2 separate regions of the Mus musculus genome follow, and region 1 is linked to region 2. Evidence: chromatin contacts called from public Micro-C data. All regions are on one chromosome and are shown on one strand. The core of a region is the stretch at or near the end of the contact, and the rest is flanking DNA. Distances in the headings are between cores, read along the strand shown.

Evidence for each region. A called contact is a pair of places that touch in the nucleus more often than the background predicts.
Region 1: a contact with region 2 is called in a Micro-C map of granulosa cells, with 1.9 times the contacts expected there. The contact joins two enhancer-like sites. A contact is called at or near these places in 1 of 15 datasets of contacts at CTCF or cohesin (pro-B cells), 14 of 484 Hi-C or Micro-C datasets (B cells, the C10 cell line, the HL-1 cell line and 11 more), 3 of 115 datasets of contacts at active chromatin or transcription factors (the 230-238 cell line, bone marrow-derived dendritic cells and stem cell-derived neural progenitor cells) and 1 of 9 other capture datasets (embryonic stem cells).

What each region holds. Positions count from the first base shown.
Region 1 is chr13:9,447,720-9,453,109 of GRCm38.p6, forward strand. All of the region lies in intron 1 of Dip2c (disco interacting protein 2 homolog C), which reads left to right. Among named protein-coding and RNA genes, the nearest start is that of Dip2c, 170 kb to the left of the region's middle. Within about 2 kb of position 2,737, at least 17 of the 459 cell types and tissues checked have an H3K27ac peak or open chromatin away from gene starts, as enhancers often do. A contact at or near this core is called in granulosa cells, where this site is marked.
Region 2 is chr13:9,379,004-9,384,590 of GRCm38.p6, forward strand. The region is part of intron 1 of Dip2c (disco interacting protein 2 homolog C); the gene reads left to right. Among named protein-coding and RNA genes, the nearest start is that of Dip2c, 110 kb to the left of the region's middle. Within about 2 kb of position 1,943, at least 20 of the 459 cell types and tissues checked have an H3K27ac peak or open chromatin away from gene starts, as enhancers often do. A contact at or near this core is called in granulosa cells, where this site is marked.

The DNA of each region.
Region 1 (5,390 bases), core at 1,487-3,986, 70 kb after region 2:
ATTGTTTTGTACTTCTTTAACATATTTGTTGTAGTGCTTAGTATATAGGGTTTTATACTTTATTTTAGAGTGTAATTAGCTTGAAATCATTTGGTTTTGTAAATCACAGATCTGCCTCATTCCACAAACCAATTTCAAAAACTGATTTTCAAGTGTTATTTCACTAAAAAAAACCAGCTCTTCCAGTGTAAATGTAATTTTTGTAAGAATTAGTTTTAGCGGTTGGAATGTAGCTCAGCTGGTAGAGTAAATTTGTTCAGCATCAACTCAGCCTTGGATGTTGTCACAATCACCACATGAAGCCAATATGGTTGGATAATTCCAGGACATGGGAAGTGTAGTAAAGGGAATCAGAAGTTCAAGGTCAGCTTGGGTATTTGAGAGGTTATTTTGTTGTTGTTGTTGGTGGTGGTGTGTTTTGTTTTGTTTTGTTTTGTTTTGTTTTGTTTTTTGAGACAGGGTTTCTCTGTGTAGCCCTGGCTGGCCTGGAACTCACTTTGTAGACCAGGCTGGCCTCGAACTCAGAAATCCACCTGCCTCTGCCTCCCGAGTGCTGGGATTAAAGTCGTGCGCCACCATGCCTGACTGAGAGATTATTTTAAAAAAGGATTTAAAAAATGATTTATCATCAGCAAACTTTTATTTGGATGTTTTTATTAGGGAATGGAGAGGAAGAACAGGCTATATCGAACTGCTGGCTAGAAGGACTTGAAAATAGAACGCCTGATCGATAGTAATTTTATTTTATTTTATTTTTTGATGGGATGGTTAGGTGTGTTTTTGATACTTTTTTTCCTTTTTATGCAACCTATCTTACCCTAGCTTTGAGCTTGCTATGTAACCCAGGCTGTGAATTCATGATCATCCTGCCTAACTAGGAGTACAGGTGTGTGTCACTGTACTCAATGGAATAACAAATTCTTAATAAATACTATTTAGAATTGTGAAGTTTAAAAAAGGTTATTTTTAAGTACAGGTGAAATCATTATTAAAATGATAAAATACAACAATTAAATAGTTAATGTAATTAATCTGTGGCTTTCTATTCTACTTGATAAGAAATGCTATAAGAGTTCAGTACAAAAGGACATTCAGAGACCGTACAACTCACTAACAATCACTGTATCTCAGAGATGCAGGTTTTGCATGTATAATTAGAAGTTTTTATAATATACATTTCAAAGTCTTCATATTGATGTAGTATTTTGATAGTATTAATGACTACGAAATCTTACAAAGTTTAGTCCTTTCTGGATAATATTAAAGTTTGTAAGATTGTTTTGTTAGAGGTTGTCCTCTTTCCCCCAAAATAAAAAATGAAACAAAACAAATAAACCATGAGTCACAGCAGGGTGGCTATATTGACTTTGGATTTGAGAGAAGAGGAAGGCCTGATGATTTCAGCTTCAAGAGCCCCAAGTCATTGTCTTTCCGTTGGCTCCTATGTTGGGTTGCTGTAAGAAAATCTAGAGTCATAGCCCTTAATTAATGATGAAAGTTCAGGAAACATTTTCTATCTCTAGAAATACAGACTAGAAACAGAAAGAACAGGAAAATTGAGAGTAAGCACAATCCTGAGGTAGACCTTCCCCATCACATGGGAGACCGTTACAGTTGTATCCAGAGCAGCAGACTTACGACTGCCTTTGTGTGACTTAGCTTTGCTCAGCATCATCTCCAGTGTTCTCTCACTTTCTTATAGCTAGGCAAAACAAGAAACCTGCCTGTAGTGGGAATGATATTGTTTCCTGGGATGTCATGAGCCATTTGATAAGCTGAGGGATGTGGGGTGCTCACAGCCAGACAGTCTAAATGCCTTTATTTTGTAGCTTCTTTGTGAATTAGAGAGCTGCTTTTGGGAAGCAAATATGCATGCATTGATGTGTTTTGTTTGAAATGGAGTCTCCTGCAGCCCAAGGTGGCCCAGAACTCTTGATCTATCTACCTTCACCTGTGGAATGCTAGTATTATGGGAGTGTGTCACTGTGCCTAGTTTATGATGCTGAGATTGAAACCTATCAGGACTTTGTGTATGTTAAGAGAGCACTTTACCAACCAGGTTACAGTGTAGCATGCATTAGTTAAGACTGAAAATTGATGCCAGGGTGTCAATTCTTATTTAATGAATGAGTGCTAAAAATCATTAAAAGGTCTTTTAAGAAGAGCAAATGCACTCGCCAGTATAGAGACTTTGTCTTCCTAAAGCAGGGCAATCTTCCCCAGAGTAGACAGAACCTACAGCTCCCTTTACATGGCTTTCCTGTTTGCAGCTGATATGGTCAGTCTCATCCCAAAAGGGCTTTTTCTCCCCTCGCTACTTGATTGTAGAAAATGAGACTTGACCTTCAACCTGGACAGACGCTTCTAGCTCTCCTTGTAGCTATTTCGTGAAAACGTGAACCCATCGTACTGTGTGCTAGGGATTTACTAGAAGTGGCCTTTTTGAGGTGGTGGTGTTTATCTTTTTATCACTACCAGACACGTGGTATTATCTTAGCATTTGCAATTCTTTCTGAGAAAAAGAATGCAAAAACTGAAGGATTAGCCAGTGCGTTTGAAAATGGTGTTTTTGAAAACACTTCAAGATAGAGGACAGAATCCAATGGTAACTCGAGAAAAAGGAATGGTTTAAGATAGTCACTTTCCCTGTTTGAATTTCACACTTTCTCTTTCCTGTCTGTGCAGAAGCCATTTGCTGGAGAGAAGGTTTAATCAAAACTGAGTCATAGGTTTGACTTCCAAAAATACCACAAGGCTGTCTTTCAGCACTCTTTCCTCATGTCTTCTACCTCTACAGTGTTCCAGGATTATAGTCACTGAATTCTAAATCCCATGGCTAGCTGCTGTGAATACTATGGCATTAAACTCTTTCTGACGTGTGTCTTGTCACGAGAGTGTGAACAAACCATTGGTAGCCTATGGTAAGATGTGTGAGGAGAAAATAAACAGATTTGCAAGGACACTCTTAAACCAATCACTACACAGTTCCAAAACCACCTGTTGGCCTCATTAAGGGATTCTATATGCATGGGGTTTCAGCATTTAATAAGTTAATGCCTTCAAAGATTTGAGCTTTAACGACCAGTTGGGAATTTTAGCTTGGAAAGAGCTCTTGTGTTACAGGTAAAGAGGTTGGCTGTCTTTAATATTTCTAGTCTTTTTGGCTCCAGTGTCCTAATGCTTTCCATAACTCTGTTTTAGCTTCTATCTGTTTTTAAGGAAGAATGATGTTCAACAAAAACTCAACTGGCTTATGCAGGCATCCTCAAACTCTATTTGCTTCTCCTGTCTCAGCCTCATGAGGGCTGGGATTAAGTCACACTTGTTTGGTGACCATGTTTTCTTTTCTTTTTTTGCAGCACACAATATAATTGCTTTATGACACGATTGATTCTCAAAATTGGGTCATTTTGAGTCTGTGTTTTGTATTTTATTATTTTAGAATTTCACTTGTTTTGGTCCAAAGTACCTCCTACTCCTTCCCTTCCCATTTCCCACATTCTCCTCTGCCATTTGAAAGTATAATTTTAGTGTAAGAATTTGAATATGCTTACTTTTACTTCATTTTTCCTCTGCTTAGCTATCATGAGATCTGCTCCATTTGTTCTAAGACTTTATTGAGGGACAGAGTCAACTCTGATCCTTCCTTAGATATGGACATTAAAATAACAAAATCAAGATTCAGAACTATCTATAAACTGTTAGGGGTGGATGGAGATATCTGACATAATATTCACGTCCCTGAATTCTACTATGTTTGATTCAAGATGACAGCCTTGAACTTACTATCTTTGCGTAGGTGATAATGGCTCTGTTCTTGCCAGTGAGTAGACACTGTGTTGGGCTTTGGGCTTCTGAAGCTTATGGCTGTTACTCATTACCACCATAATGTCTGAAGCTTCATTTGTATTAGTAGAATCTGAGTTTACCTTCTTATTTGTGATACAGTCAGACTTTAAAGCTGGCATTGGTACCCTGTTTACCCACCTCTCCAGCACATTGGTCAGCCTCGTATAAACTCAGAAGTTTTTCCCTGTCCCCTTTTTATTTTTCACTTGGCCTTAAGTTCTGATAAGAACAGCTGTTGTGAATTATGCACTCGATGACTCTTTTGTAAATAAAGCTGGGATCCTGAGTAGTGACAATTGTTTGTCCCTGGGAATCTGAAAAGCTATTTTGAATCAAGACCATAGCAAACACACAGGAACTAAGGTTTTTTTCTGATTGTTTGGTATTTGCTTAACACCTTTCAGTCTCTCATTACATGTCATATCTAATTCTTCAAGGAGAAGTGGGACTATGGGATAAAATACCACATGCACTAGCAAGTCAAAGCATATTTTGGGTTATTATTTAGCTGGGCAGAGGTATTCAGACTCAACTGAAAGTGCCATGTGACTTGAAGAGCTGGTGAGTTGGTTAACCAAATTTGGACAGAGCTATATTGTGTAACTGACATCAGTGGAGATTAAATAGCTTGGGGGTAGGGTGGGCTGGGGGAGAAGCAAGGAGGATAACAAGGAAACAAGCGCCCGTTAGATGTGAACCTGTACACTGGGACTTTGTTAGCCAAGATGCTGTGAACTTTCCCATTGCGATGAAAATCTTAAAAGATACAGCTTTTGAGGTTGAGTTCCCTTGGATTCTGTGAACTTGTTAATAGAAGTGACAGCTAGATTCTACAATCCTCCTGCTGGAGTCTTCTCAAGTACATTTTCCTTTTTAACTTCCTTGGGGATCTTCTCTTTTCCCCTATTATCCCCCTTCTTAGACTTTTGTAATCCTAAGCTGTATACAGAATTGTCAGTAAAACAGGCCATTTCGAGAAATAACCTTTCATGTCTTTTAATGATGGAAACAAGAAAACAAAGAGAAAGCCCATGAGCAGTGAGAACTTGCAGGACTCCTTCTTTTCTCCCCGCTGCTTCATGATCATTTCTTTCTCTGTAAGCCAGAATTAAAAGCAAAACAAAGTTTTAGCCAGGAAACATTACAAGGATCTATACAAATACTTCATACCTGCTCTTGTGCCAATGGGTGCTGGGCAGGGGAAGAATGAAGGGGCAGGGACTGGGAGGGAATTCTACCTGCAGCCCGCCCGCTTCCTTTAGAATGCTGAGCTACAGAGTGAGACTTTGTTTAAAAACAAAACAAAACAAAACCCAGCAAAAGTCATGTCACTAAAATTGCAAATGTTATGATTGATTTTTGATAAATGAACTATGAGCAATAGAATCATACTGATAAATCTTTAGTGTGCATAAATGCTTTTATATATTTTTATTTAATTTTGACATTATTAAATAAAGTGTACTGTGCTAGAGCAAAAGGCTGCTATAGGAATGTAACTGGTATAGTAGCTTAAAGAACAGAGAAGTTTTCTATGAAAA
Region 2 (5,587 bases), core at 693-3,192:
CACAGACTTCTACTTTTAGCTTTGCAAAAACTGGCTTTGTGTTTGGCCTGCTAAACTCTTTGTAACGTTCCTTGGCATCACTTAATTCCCATTCTCTCCTAGAGATACTTGAGAACTAGGTTGCAACTTAGAATGAACTGTTGAAAAGGGCCAGTGCAAAGTCAGAATGCTGTAGGATGCCTGGTCCTATATACTTTGTGCTAGCAGATGTACTTAGAGAGATCCCCTGGATTGAGAATAGCAAGACCATTTCTGTTAGGATGTTGTAGTTTTAATGAAAATGGCTCCCATAGGCTCATATATTTGAGTGCTCGGTCCACAGTCGGTAGAAATGTTTGGTGAGGACTAGGAGGTGTGGCCTTGTTGGAGGAGGTGTCTTATTTTGTGGTCGAGATGTGAGGTTTCAAAAACCTATGCCATTTCTAGTTAGGATATAAGCTCACAGCTACCACCCTATTGCATGCTTACCTGCCCTCCTGCCTGCTGCCATGCTCCCCACCAAGATGGGCATGGATTCTCGCCCTCTAAGAACTGTAAGCCTTAATAAACCTTTCCGTTCATAAGTTGTCTTGGTCATGGTGTCTTCACATGGACAAATTACTTCAACAGGAAAGTAATTAAGACAAAATATCTTGCCTTTTATCTCATTTGAGAACAAAATCTCCTTATCTTATTCTTGTCAATTAACTAAGCAAATTGATTTTCATAGTTACAGGGCAGTTAGAAGTGTTTACTACATACATGACAAAGGAATAGAGCATGCCCCCTTCCATTTAGAAATGGCAATTAAGTACATTTTATTGTAGTTACAGTTTAAGGGCTAATAGGAGATTATCAACTTTGGGTTATGCAGCTAGTACTGTTGGTAATTAAAATTCCCTAACAAATGTATTATGCTATATGTCTCAGTTTTATTTAATATTCTTCCCATGGTGTTTCTTGGAGAGACATTTGACCAAGACACCCCTAGGAACTGGAGTATGTCTAATGTAGCAATTGCTGGTACATCTTGTCTATATGTGACTATAGACTTATACCATCAGTCATTTTTCCAGCTCAAATATAATTAACTGTCAATGCTTCAGAGACTGTAAAATCATGTTATCAGAGTTGTGATTCCTGAAGCCAAGTAAGATGGTGATTCTTGGTTGTATAGAATTGCCTATTGTAGGATTAATAAAAGTAAAATTACCTGAAAGGTGTTTAAATGCTGTATTCTTAGTACAATTAATGTATGGTGCTTGCTTTCTCTCTCTTTTTTTGAGATCTCATTCTCTAGCCTTAAACATATTATCCTTCCTGTGATTATAGACATATAAACTATGCTTTGATTTAGCTAGCATTCTAAGGATTATTGTGGTTTGAATCTAAAATAGTTTTCAAAGGCAAAGTTTCTAGCTGGTGGACCTTCAAGAGAGGATTACATATGGAGGGCACTAATTTCATCAATGGATATTAACAAATATAATTGATATTAACAAATTCATAAATGAATGCATTCTTAGCAGGTGGAGCTTGGTTGGAAGAAGTAGGCCATTGGGGATGCTCTGCTCTTGAAGGATACTTCCTGTGTCACTATGTGCTGTGTATGTGTGTGTACGCATAGACACACACACTCTCATATATTTTCCACCTGTTTCTTCCCCCTTTATATTATTTCTCCACTTATTTACCCTTCCCCTTTACTACTTCTCTTCCCTTCTTTCTGGCCATTGTGAGGTGAACAGTTCTTATTATGCCCTCTGAAAGCCTTCTCAACAATGCTGTCTTACCCTAGCCCCATAGCAGTGAATCGAGTGACTAAGGGTTGAAACTCCTAAAACCAAGATCTAGAATAAATCATCTGAGTTTTTCTTCTTAGGTATTTTGTCACCATGCTATAGACCTGGATAACACAAGGGAATTCATTTGGCTTCTTTCACTTTCATTTTCTGTCATTGAATTCTGAATGAATCATGCAAAGCTAGAGAGGGAGAGGGCGAGAGAATGACTCTGAAGTCAGAAGCAGGAGTGGAAACCTTCATTCCACGTTTTCCCTGGTGGAAGCAGGATCAGCTGTTTTCTTGCTGTTTATCAGGTCACAAATCCAAGGTGAAGCACACTACCTTTGATTTTCTTTTTTGGTAAGAGTGGTGTGTTCTCATTTTCTACTTGGCATTGTGTGGCTGAGTGTGAGTGGGAAGGGGCTGGTACCTCTGCCATGTGTCTTATCTGGTTGCTATGTGACCCACAGAGACCCACTCTGGAGCTTTGGCCACCTCCCATTTCCATGACTTGTTCTGAACTGACAACCCACCTCTTATGGAAGAGGACAGCTTCGAGACAGGGGAACATTTGATTCAGGGTGTCTACTTCCACTGGATGTTTGAGCCGTTATTCAGCTTTGGCAATTACAGACACAGCCTTTGTGTATGGCACAACACTCCCTCCCACCAAAGCTCTGCATTGCTTTTAGAGGTTCAGTAATGTGACTTAACTCATCTTCAACATAAAATGTATTAAAATTTAATGTTCAAATTGATGGGTATATGTTATGGTATTTGATTTTTCTTGGTTGATCCCCTCCCAAGAGATAAGATGTTTTAAGGGAGAAAGCTTAGATGACCCTCCACCCCCACTCCTAAGGATCAAAGTGAATTCTGAAAGCTCTTCTATGTGTAATAAAATAATCAGGAAAGCATTATTTTATCTAGGCTGTCAAAGTGGAATGCTTGTGACCCTCACACAGTCTTTGGAGGGCATGGTCAATGCTAATGCTGGTTTTGTTCCCTTGAGAAATGTGGAGTGTATAGAGGTTGGGAATGATAGACAGCTCTTTCCTTCTCCCTACCTTAGTTCCTGTAGTCCTGTAGTTCTGCCATCTTTAATTCTTTGTCCACAGCTCCTGTCAGGAGGTTTGTGATGCCTCTTAGTCCTCCTGGTTCTGTCTTTAGCCTTTGGGTTGTGGCTGTGATGGCTTGTTACCTAGACTGGTGCCCTAGGCTACAGGATTTCTGTTTGTGTATGTGTGAACGTGTGTGTACACGTGCTGGTGTATATAGCCTTAGGAGCTGACTCATGTGAAAAGGAACCAAAAAAATGGTTCCTGTTTTTCATGGAGCTTCAGATCTGATCCTGTAATGTCACCTTTTCTTTTTTCCCTGAGAAACTCTAAAGTTATCAGAACTAGAACTTTAACATATGCTAGCCATTTTTATGTGGAGTAAATTTACTAAGACTTAAACACTGTTTGGTATGGGCTGTTTTTATTGTTGAAATAGGATAGGAACGTGTGACTGCGTAGGAGCTATAGGCAGGCAGAAGTGCAAAGAACTAGCCCAAAGTCCTGTGGTAGAATATAGTTAATTTCCCCAAATGCTCAATAATTGCTCTCTAGTCCTAGATTAGTGGCCTCACAGTTCAGCTTTGGAAGGGGAATGAATGTAGGAAACAGTTGGGACGAGGTGGAAATTAAGAGAGATCGTGGGTCAAAAAGGAGCTTCATAATCCACAAAAATATAATCAAAGCTTAAACTAAAAAAGTCACACACTTGGCATTATATGTACCAAATCCTCATGTATGCTTAGGTAATAGAATGTTCAGTAAATAAGCAGTCTGCATTTATTTCAGAAATAGCAAATGTTTATTTTGCTATTTTATTTAGTCACAAAGAATATTAAATAGTGACTTGGCCAAATAATGTTACAGCACAAAGCACCTGGAAGTAAAAAATGCTTATCCCGCAAGGCTGTATGCAACAGTGCACAGTGCACTATGAATAATGTATCCTCAGCATGTCTATCAGTGCGCCTGAAAGTCCTTAAGGAGATGAATGGGCAGTGTTGGCCAGCTACACAGTTAGTAGAACTTATGAACAGTCGATGAGAAATGGGTTGGGCCACTTGGGCATAAACTATGCCGTGTGGCTTCTGTCGTCAAAGTATCTGGTGACATACATTTCAATCAGTCTTTCTTGCTGGGAGGAGTCTTCAAAGAAAGTATGTTTTTACTCTTCTGTAGGTGTGTTTTGTGGTCTCTGTTCGCCTATGTATTCCTGCTAGTAGACTTTAACTGGTATTGTGCAGAAGAGGGAACACTGAGTGAGAAGTTGCTTATTGGGTAAAGGCATTCTAGGTGTTTCCTTTTTGCCCAGTAAACCCTCATTAATGGCATCAGCACTCCCTGCTGTGCTGGGTCAGAGGTGGTGTGGGGTACAGGTGTGTTCCCAGTGAGGAAGGCCACATGCTTTGTACTGTGCCAGAGCAGGAAGGACGGCACTGATCGTCTTCAGAGTCTTGGAGGCCTGCTTGTTTCTTATAGTAAAACCAGTACAGCTAGAAAAGGATAAGTCCTCACTGACCGGACAGTGGGGACTTAAGGGGGGATACATGAGAGATGAAGCAGCACTGAGTGCTCCTTCACTGAGCAGCAGTCTTTTCACAGGCACTGGGTAGCTCCCACTTGAATGCGTCCTGTATGTTTCTGATGTTATTTGGTACATATGCAGTTTTTGGCTTTTCAGATTCATTCAGGAGATGCAATTTTTAGCTTAGATTTCAGTGTCCCCAAGACACACACTAAAGGAGCCCAAGGTATTTTAGTCCATGGTCATTGCCTATGGAAAGCACCTGTTTGTTCCAGCCTGGCAGATAGAAATGGTTGATTTGTTTTATGCGTTCACTACTTTTAGGAGAATGGTAACCTTCTCTTGTTGTTTGTACTTACTAACTAATCAGCGGTATAGCAAGGCAGTAACAGGAGAACTTTTCAATTAAAAAGAAAAAGTCCCTTTGCAACCTTTTTAAATCAGAGCAAAGCAAATCCTAGCTGTGTCTTATTCTGTCTGGAATTGTTTTAGAACCTTGGGGGATGTAAAGGCAAGCAGTACTGTGTTGTGAATGCCATTTCCCAAATTGGGTCAGTATTAGAATTCTTAAATTGGCAATAGCTGTGATAGCAGGACTTAAAAATTTTCAAATATCCTGTAATAGAAGACAACAAAAAGTCAGAATGGGCCTTCTTTTAAGGCCTGAATTATGTCAGCCTGTTTGATGGTGACAGACAAAAGCTAAAGAAGAGTTAGAGCTATATTTCAAGTCTCAGGGTATGCTGGCAAGAGTCTCTCTCTTAGAGCCTCAGTTTACTTATGCATAAGATGAAGATGTTGAAAGGAGACCATGCCTGTGAGGTACTGAGCCAAATCTACTTGGATACTAAATCTTAAAACCTAAGTTGCTGTCACAGCCACAGTCCCCAAACCATCCTTGAGATTTGGAAGTACTTGACAGAGAATTAGAAAGATTATATTTATTAGATGAAAAATGTACATTTTAGGGATGAGGTTATACCTTAATGGTAGAGCACTTGCCTAACCCTAGGATCAGTTCTTACTGCCAGCAAGTAAATTAAATAAGTAAAATAATGCATATCATAAGGATTTTTGTTTCACCCATGAAACCACAAAAGGTGCTTGTATAGAAAAATTTCTCTAAAATGTTATTCCTTGAAACAAGACTTAAAGATATTAAATCTTCGGAAAACTCAAAAAAAATTATTTTAACCCTCCCCCCAAAAGATATGTGTGTGTGTGTGTGTGCTTGTTAGTGT